2 separate regions of the Bicyclus anynana genome follow, and region 2 is linked to region 1. A link is a contact called in public Hi-C data. All regions are on one chromosome and are shown on one strand. The core of a region is the stretch at or near the end of the contact, and the rest is flanking DNA. Distances in the headings are between cores, read along the strand shown. Region 1 overlaps LOC112047339 (four and a half LIM domains protein 2). Region 2 overlaps LOC112047339 (four and a half LIM domains protein 2).

Region 1 (5,082 bases), core at 1,386-3,885:
GCCAATCCGTATTGGGACAGCATGGTGGACTATCTCTCAATCTTAGAGGACACTCGAGCTCAGCTGAATCTGGGTTGATAATGTGTAGAGATTACTAAGACAGTTGGGAACAAAAGATGCCAATTTTTATCTAAATATAGACATAATGCTTTTGGAGTTCCCCAAGGCAGTATTTTGGGACCTCTATTGTTTACAATATATATTAATGACTTGCCAGATGCGATATCTCATGACTGTATTCAATTTGCTGACGATACTACATTGATCATTAAATGTAAAAACAAGCATGACATTGAAAAAGAAGCTAACATTTCATTGACTAAAGTAATAGACTGGCTAAATGACAACAACTTGCAAATCAACTTAAATAAAACTAATTACATACATTTTCAAACATATAATAATACTGCTACTGACCTTAATATCAAATATAATGACATTGTTATTAATAATATAGAATCAACAAAATTTCTAGGTATTAATATTGACAAATTCTGTAACTGGAAAGCTCACATCCATGGGGTATGTTGTAAACTAGAAAAGTTTGTTTATGTTCTGAAACGTGTCAAACAAACAACTACTCACGAAGCCGCACTGATGGCCTACCATGGATATGTGTCTTCACTGCTTAGATATGGTCTGATACTTTGGGGAAACTCGGTAGATTGTGATAGAGCATTTAGAGTACAAAAGAAATGTATCAGGGCACTCTTCGGTGTGGATATGCTCCACAGCTGCAGACCCCTGTTCACATCTTTAAAAGTATTGCCACTACCTAGCTTATATATTTTCGAAATGTGTATGTTTGTAAAAAAAAATCCAGAACAATTTATAAGCTATAGATCAATAAAAAATTTGAACACCAGGTACAAATACAAGCTATGTATACCTATGCAGAGGCACAAAGTTACCAGCAAAAATGTATACTGCATGGCGGTAACTTTATTCAATCACCTACCTGAATACATAAAAAAATTAGCTGTAAATAAATTTAGGAAGACATTATTTGATTTATTAATGAAAAAGTTGTACTATAGCGTCAATGATTACATGAATGAAAAACTTAAATAGGGACATTGACCATAAAAGTGACATTTATATTGACATTTTTTATTGACATTTATATTAACATTAATTAATTTGAACTTTGTTTTATTTTTATTGTTTGTAAATTTGTAATTTGTAAATTAATTTGTATGATCTGTTAACTTTTGCACGCCAACTATGGCAGGATATGTGTTAAAATATAATATAAGACCTATGTAAATGTACCATATTCTGGCAAAATAAAATTGATTGATTGATTGATTGATTGATTGATGACTAAAGGAAACATTATCTTGTTTACAGGAAGACCTGCAAGTCATGCGGCTGCGACCGGCTCCAGCACTCCGTGTACCACGAGGAGCTGGGCTCCGTACGCGACCGGCTGGGCCTGCGCGAGACCCGGGGACACATCGCCTACGACAACAGCCCGCCCGGACTCACTGCCAAGCAGGTCAGGGGAGATTGGGTATTTTAGGTATTCCAACTCAAAAATCAAAACCCATGTAATGACCAAGTGCGGAAACGGCCCAGAAGGAAGAAGAAGAACCCATGTAATCATTGTAATGATAGGTATACATTGGAACAAGTTGTTCTCAGGTTGATGAGCACAGGGCAACTTGCAAGCACTGCACTGTGTTTTTCTGTTATAACACACATAACATAAAAGCACAAAAATATAACAGCGGGCATAATAAAAATAGTAAAAAATTACAATGGACAAATCAAAGAAAAAAAAAGAAAGAAAATCATAGGGGTGGCCAGTGCGTTTCCTAATTTTTTTAAAAACTTAATTTTAAACACTGTTCTTCCATTAGTAAAATGTTGTTATTGTTAATTATAAGTATAATTTAGTCAAGCAGGTCAGGAGAGATTGGGTATTTTAGGTACTCAAACTCAAAAATCAAAACCCATTTAATTCATGACAAGTAGACACAGGAACAAGTTGTTTTCAGGTTGATGAGCACATGGCAACTTGCAAGCAAAGTGTTTTTCTGTTAGAAACACAGATAACATAAAATTACAACTAGACCATAAACATCAGGCCATCTGCATGTCTCGGCAACTATTACTATAAAAACACATTAACGAATAAACATATTTCAGTTAAGATCGCTTAACACTTTTGAAAGTCATAAAAACTTACTAAGCATAGACGGTATTTTATAGGTTCATTATATTTTATAGCGTAATTAATAGTTTAATAATGAAGTCTTTCATAATATACCGTAAATAATAAATCAAACTGCAGTGTGCAATTAAATAATAATTAGGTAATTAATTTACTATAATTTAATACACACTTTAAAAGTACATACATACAGTTATGTATTTTGTACTGACCCAGTGTTTTAGATCAGACTAATTCATACACCTAAATCATTGAAACTCCGTACTAAACTTTGCTTATACCGAATGTATTTTAAGCTAAACACCATATAAATTAACGTCTAAATTTCTAAATTTACAGCATATTTCAAAGCATCACTGACTGTAATTAATTTAATCTTTCGCAGACCGAACTATATTGGGCTGCCTTGGCCGAGCGGGCGCCTAACGTAGGTGGCGCCACTGGGCCGGCCGCTTGGCGCGCTTGGAGGACCAGAGCCTTGGCCTACCAGTTGCCCAGGCAGGATCTGTCTCTGACGCAGTGCAATAACATAGATGAGCCTCATAGGAAACAGTTTGAGGACTTCGTAGCCGCCCGTAATGAGATTGCGTTAGATATCGGTATGTTGTACAGCGCCATCTAGCGTACAGTAGTTGAATATACAATTGTCTTATTTCCGCGTAGCGCAGGATAGCGAGCACTATTAGTACGCACCGAGTACCTGGTGTGACACCCAAGACGACCCAAGAAGGTCGCAAGCCTCATAAGGGGTTTGAAGAACATGACCCTTACCCTTACCCGTTAAAAATGTTTTCTTTAAAAGATAACTAAGTCTCGAGGCTCGTACCTGGATTCTCATCTGGGAAGAGATGACCTGCTTGTCTTATTAGTGAGCCAAGTATTTTTTTTTGTTTTTACTAGATATATTACAAATATTTATTTTAAATAGTTTTAAAGTTAGTGACAATATTGACTTTAATATCCATCTCCATACTTAGGTATACCTACAATCTTCATATACTCAAAAACCAAGTTACACAGTAGGTACGGTCCTTTTTGTTAACTTAATATGTATGTTTTAATATCTTAGTTGTATAACTAGAATGAATAATATTAATTAAAATGTTTCTTTAAAATATTGTAAATTTTATTACAGGAAATGCCTGTCAACATCATGGTCCGTCCGTGGAGTGTATAGGATGCAATAAAGCTATTCGTAATGGAAACATTGCTATTCAGGCTCCAAGAATTAGTGAAGAGGTAGGTAATATTGCTTAAATATTGTGCACTAAACTATGAGCGCCATCTATGGATAAATTGAAGCTTTGCTACATGATTATTATTAGGTCTGCACCTTGATACTAGATGGCGTTCACTACAAAAATACGATTTTTAGTTCTGCTACTCGACACTAGATGGCGCTATACTTTTTTTTTTTTTTTTAGGCATTCTATCACCCAGCGTGCTTTACATGCTCCGAATGCGACGAACTCCTGGTGGAGCTTTCTTACTGTGCCTTGGATGGACACCTGTACTGTGTCCGACACTATGGAGAGAGGTTGAAGCCGAGGTGCCACTCCTGTGATGAGGTAAGTTCTAGATAGTTTTCTGAAAACTGTTCAAGTACTGAAAGTTTTACAAAAGTGCTTAACCTCAGCTTATAGTCACTTAGTTTTGAAACACATTGGAAAATACTACCTTTAAGATATTTTTTTATAGCTACATCTACAAGGAGTATGGAGCTTCTATAGTAGAGTAACATAGAGTTGAAAAAACTTTATGTACCTATCTGCGGTAATGGCGTTATCGGAAGGAGAATTTCTGTCTATAATATTTAAATTTTTTTAAGGTTAATGTAGACAATTTCAGACGTCTTTATCACTAAGTTTACGTACAGTTTACATGTATTTTACTAGAAAATACCCGCGGCTTTAATCAGCAGCGCCGCAAATCTGACCCTTTAAATCCCTGTAGCTCCGAAAGTAATGATCGCAGATACTTTGCTTTACTATTAGCATTCTCTTAATTTATATACAATTTAAAAAACTGTCATCATCCCTACCATACTTATCTATGGAAGTATGAACTTTTATAAAAAGAGGAAGATCTAGCCATCGCTGTATTTTAGTACATATTATTCATATTTTTTGGCATCTCATGGTAGACTTGAAGTTTAGTGTCATAACAAATATGTATTATAATTAGGTAGGTAGTTAGGTTACCTACTTATCACATGATTGTCTAAGCGCCAAATAGCGGAATCAACTCCTGACTCATACAACGAGTAATTAATAATACGAGCATGTATTTACCTTGTAGGTATTGTCACTTGGACGCTTTTGTATTATTCCATACAAACGACAAGTGCTTATGTACTCGTAGTATAAGATGCCCTGGGGTTTCAACCGTATAGTTCCTGTCACTGTAGGAATACGGGGATGTAATGTAGCACATGCTACTCGCCAATAATGTAGTTGTCCATTGGTGAAAGAATATTCAAGTTCGTTTCAGTGGTGGAACGAATAACAAACATCTCTATACCATTTTTTTCCTTACATGGCAAAAAAGGTAAACAAAGATCCGTCGTCACGACATTCACATATTTCTCACAAACCGTCCGTTTAAACTAAATCATTTATATACACATCACTTCATTTAACGCGCACACCGTGAATTACATAAAAACTGCTTGTAATTAACTATTATATCACATTTATTTCACTAAAAACGAAATCACAACAAGTTTTATTTCTACAGATTAACGAAAATGTTGCGAATTTGACATTTCGTAATGCTAGATTGTCTATGAATTGAAGAGACGGGAAAGATACATGAAATTATAACTTGTCGATAATTATGTACATATTTTTTAATTTTAATATTTGTGTCCTTTGTGGCTTATAAATAAAATAAATGTGTATCTTTAT
Region 2 (5,108 bases), core at 1,984-4,483, 58 kb before region 1:
AATATTAAAGTAGATAACTAAAAACCTCCTAAAACCATCTTATTGTTATAAAAATCGTTTCTCGACAGAAGTGATAACTTAAACCTGCTGCTGCTGTAAAGTGGCGCAGTAACGCGTTACGTTACAAAGCGGTTTCTTTCTATAAGAAGTTACAACTTCAATATGGCAACCATCCATCCCTAATAATCAATAAAATTTTATACTTTAAATCGGTTACGTCCCTACAAAATCACCTCAAAAATAATAGGCTACAAAACTGAGCTCACAATTTTGTCTTTAATTTCATTATTTATTTCATCATTATCAACCCATATTCGGCTCACTGCTGAGCTCGAGTCTCCTCTCAAAATGAGAGTGGTAAGGCCAATAATCCACCACGCTGGCGCAATGCGGATTGGCAGACTTCACACACGCAGAGAATTAAGAGAATTTTCTGGTATGCAGGTTTAACTCACGATGTTTTGCTTCACCGTTTGAGACACATGATATTTAATTTTTTAAAATGCACGCAACTGAAAAGTTGGAGGTGCATGCGCCGGATTCGAACCCACACCCTCCGGAATCGGAGGCATTATTATATTTATTTATTGTATATGTACACTTCCTGAACACATAACTCGACTTTTGTACGATATTAGCTATCATTTGTATAAGTAACGTTCGTTGTTGACACAACTAACATAAAATGAGGAAATTTCCTCTTTTGAGCGCCTCATTTTTCATGACCTAGTAACACATCTATCAATATTTAACATCATTGCTGACAATACGCAGACAAACACACATCTACTATTTTCTGTAAGGCTTACAAAAACGCTATTTCCTATGACATGAACCACACCGATTATATTACGCAAGCTGCGATATGAGTAATTTTGTTTGTAAAGTGTAATGAATGGAAAAAACATATGTTTTCAGCTTGAAACAAGTATATACAGCGTGCTCCTAGAGCGGTCGACCTCGCGTACATTACTCATTCTGCAAACAAAGCTGTTTTAATATGCTGATGTCATTATTTTGATTTTCAATTGATACCCCCAATTACGAGTAGTTAACTAACTAGATATGGGCATCATAAGAAGACTCCAATTCACTGATGAAGCAGGCTCGGAATTGCGAATTTAATCGATCATAATCATCACCATCATCATCATCATGGACATTGGCCTCTTGTATGGACTTCCAAACAAAACGATCTCGAGCCGCGAGCATCCAGCGGCTCCCTGCAACCCGCTTGATGTCCTCAGTCCACCTAGTTGGGGGTCGACCAACACTGCACTTTTCGGTGCGGGGTCGCCATTCCAGCTCCTTGGGACCTTAACGTTCATCGGCTCTTTGATCTGTGCGTTGCGAATTTCCACTTCTGCTTCGCGACTAGCTGAGCTATGTCGGTGACTTAGTGTTCTTTTGCGGATCTCCTCATTTCTGATTCGATCACGCAGAGAAACTCCGAGCTCGCTCCATCGCCCGCAGACTTGGAGCCTTCTTATGAGGGCCGAAGTTAGCGCCCAAATCTCGGATCCGTAAGTCATCACTGGCAACACGCACTGTTCGAAAATTTTCATCTTCAGATACCTAATGAGGAATTTTGGACTCAAAGATGATCAATCCATCTCAGCTCCATCGATATCGTGATCGAATTGGTGATGAAATACAAAAAAAAAACAAAGTAACCGAAACAGTTGCAATGAAGTTGCAATGGGCCGTGGTACATAGTTCGAAGCGATCGATGGTTCGAATGCCAAGGCTGTGGCCAAGGTGATGAAATATTGACCCCTCTAGGTGGACTTATATCATTAAGCAGGCTGCAGGGAGCCATTTACCCCTCGGTGACGCCGCTGAGGTCCCATAAGGAGCCTACGGCCTAGCCTACATACACTATTAGAAAAAAAAGGGAGGCATTGGATGCCGGCTAAGGCCGTGGTATTTGGAAGTCGGCACAAGAGCACTGGACGGAGATAATCCATCAGAGATAATGATCATCAAGATTAGCAACTCACTTTCGGCTCACTGTTGAGCACGGGTCTCCTCTCACAACGAGAGGGGTTAGGCCAATAGTCCACCACACTGGCCTAATGCGGATTGGCAGACTTCACACACGTAGAGATTTAAGAAAATTCTCTGGTGTGCAGGTTTTCTCACGATATTTTTCCTTCACCGTTTGAGATACGTGATATTTAATTTCTTAAAATGCACATTACTGAAAAGTTGGAAGTGCGTGCCCCGGACCGGATTTGTACCTAGGCCTTTCAAATCGAAGGTAAAGGTCATATCCACTGGGCTATCACGGCTCGAGATAATGATAATGACTGCTAATTAGGGCCGGAGCATATCTGGCAAGGCGCGGTCATCATCATCATTATCTTCACATCAGCCAATGTACGTTCAGACTTGTAACCAGCGGCTTCTTGTGTCACTTTTTAACCGACTTCAAAAAAAGGAGGAGGTTCTCAATTCAAAGCGTATGTTAAAAATTCTTCCAGATTGGTCCCATTTAATTTTCATGAAAATCGCTTTAGTAATTTTGTGTTAAAATGACAATAACGAAATTTCCCGTACCGTGACTGCCAAGCGCCATAGTACGGGTCATTTCATTATTTTCATTTTAACCCAAAATTACTAAACCAATTTCTATGAAAATTAAATGCTAGGAGTCTAAGACACACTAAAAACAGAAAAATAAAATATTTTTAACAAACAAATTGATCCGACTTCATAATCCCAAAAAAGTAATAATGTTAAACCGAAGTAATGTTTACATCGGTACCGAGAAGGACGGTCGGCGAATGTAGGAAGTTTTAGTAGTAGGGCACCGAGTATCAAATACTCAACGGTGAAGTCAGACATAGTCATCCAGGATACCTGGATTTCATCTATGAGGATATCCTCCTACAATAAAAAAAAAGTCTATCATAGTGGAGGAAGGATCGACCAACTGAAAACAAGAAATATGTATCCCGCCAATTATAACTTTAGTTTTGCTACTTGTTTAGTTATTTCAGTAACTTTGTCCGTCATTCTAATTTAGCAGGTAGGTAGCAGGCAGGGTATTTTAAAAAGGTATATATATGTAGACTGAAGTTTAATAATCAATTTCAGAAGTTCAAAACACTCAGACGATCAAAAAGAAATTAAAATAATTTTTAAAAAGTATGAATTGTTACTACTCACCACTAGATGGCGGAACAAAGTTATGGTTCATTCATAAATTTGTAACTTCGAAACAAACCTTCCATTTGTGACAACTGAGATAGTTCACTAGGGTACACGTAGATGGCAGCACCAAATTTTAAAATCTTCTGAATGATGAAGAACTTTAATTAAAAATTGGTTACGATAAATCTATTAGCTACAACATTTATTAGTAAAACGCTAAAACATCATTTAAGAATTACTTTACTACCATTCAATTTAATTTTACAAATTGTCTAAATGAATGCGTGCCTATAGTCTAGGATCAGTGGAGCATTTTTACTATTGATTAATATCAAGTTAATTTTCCGTGATTAGCTTCATCTTGATGAGACGCTCAACTTTTTTATTTACGAAAATTCTTGATTCTTCTTTACTAACCAGATATTTTTTACAGTTGCTTAATTAATAGTTATACAACTTAGCAACCACAATGCGTCAATGCCCTACGAATTGCGTAATACATTACCTACTTCTGACGCTCAGAAATTTTTATTGCCTTATTATATACTCACGGAAAATTAAATTGATAGTAATCAATTGTAAAAATGCTCCACGGATCCTGGGCTACTACCTAATTAAGTTTAGTCTAGGAAGTTGACATCGTTGTTTTGACTGTTTTTTTTTTATTAAGTGGTCAGAAATAGGAACGACAACAACAAATCGCCACCACTAACAAGGGACTTAACAAGCAATTCTGCCCGAGGGTGTTGCAATTTGTCAAGCCATTTACGATAGACACCATTTAGCCCTATTGTTTGCATGATCGTAAAGTCTCCACACCCACTGGTTCAACCACTATGGCGAGACCTATTCTTTTCTTTGCAATTCCGCTAAGATCGCTAGTGATTGGGGGTCGACGTATAATTGTCGTGTAAAGCCCGTACGCCCACAGACAGGTGACCATTATCACGTCACTTTCGCAATTGAATCGTAACAATATAAAAAGGCGCTAGTCCGACGCGACCACCGCAACACGAACTACCCTCCGAAACTTCCTTTTGTTTGTGTTATTAGTCGTAATAACGTGTGTCAGGAAGAAGTTTACATAGATGTAATGGTGCAGTGTTCGGATTGTCTCACATTTGTACACATCGAAACACTTAATAAATATAAATAAAACGTGTTTTTACTTACTAAGTAATAATGTCAATCTATTCCATAAAGTCCGTTTAGGTTTGGATGTTGTTTTAAGATGACGTAGGTACCAAGTACGTTTGTGTGTGTAAACTAAATATTCTTTTAAAGAAGTTTTAGATTTGCACACTAAACAAAAAAAAAGTTGAAAATTGCTTTCAATTAAAATTCGTATAAACAATTTAAGGAACTGAAAAATTTTGTCAATTAAATAAAGTGACTATGTCAATTAAAAAGGAATCTAGACTGAAATGAATTGGGAAAGTGTTTTGCTAGTAATAAAGGCATTTTTTACTCTGAGTAAACTGAATAGAATAAACATGTACAACCTGAAACGTAGAAGAGAATCCGTCGCATCAGTTTACAGAAAAACAACCAAATTCTTAACGACTAACACAGCGAGCTTGTTAAAAAAAATGCCGAATACACGGAAATATAATCTATTAGCTAGAATAGTGGAGGACAATCTGGCAAACGAACAACCTGGAGTAAACAATGATGAAGTAGGTGAAGACGATGATTGTTGTGATCTAGGAGAGAGAGACTTAGACTATTACTTAGGAGTCAAAGAGAAAGAAACGTGTTGGAGAGATCTAGGTGGAAGAGAACAAATTAGAAAGGACTACCTTCTGTATCATTGCGGGGTCACGGAGGAAGATTATGAGAAATTGTACAAAAGAACAGTAAAAGCAAAACCGTGCATAACACATCCAAGATTTAAACAAGTGCCTTTCAAAATTCACAAGAAGCAAAAGAAAGCCAATAGCTTCAGAGAAGAA

The links. Hi-C and Micro-C count contacts between places; a contact is called where the count stands out from the background.
Region 2: a contact with region 1 is called in a Hi-C map of whole larva, with 6 times the contacts expected there. The contact joins two enhancer-like sites. A contact is called at or near these places in 2 of 2 Hi-C or Micro-C datasets (whole body and whole larva).

What each region holds. Positions count from the first base shown.
Region 1 is chr7:1,467,359-1,472,440 of ilBicAnyn1.1, reverse strand. It overlaps LOC112047339 (four and a half LIM domains protein 2), which reads left to right. Exons shown (of 12, transcript XM_052882721.1): 3 at 1,351-1,498; 4 at 2,562-2,775; 5 at 3,312-3,415; 6 at 3,601-3,744. Among protein-coding and RNA genes, the nearest start is that of LOC128198288, 31 kb to the right of the region's middle. Within about 2 kb of position 2,635, at least 8 of the 8 cell types and tissues checked have open chromatin away from gene starts, as enhancers often do.
Region 2 is chr7:1,525,471-1,530,578 of ilBicAnyn1.1, reverse strand. The region is part of intron 1 of LOC112047339 (four and a half LIM domains protein 2); the gene reads left to right. Among protein-coding and RNA genes, the nearest start is that of LOC112047341, 29 kb to the left of the region's middle. Within about 2 kb of position 3,233, at least 6 of the 8 cell types and tissues checked have open chromatin away from gene starts, as enhancers often do.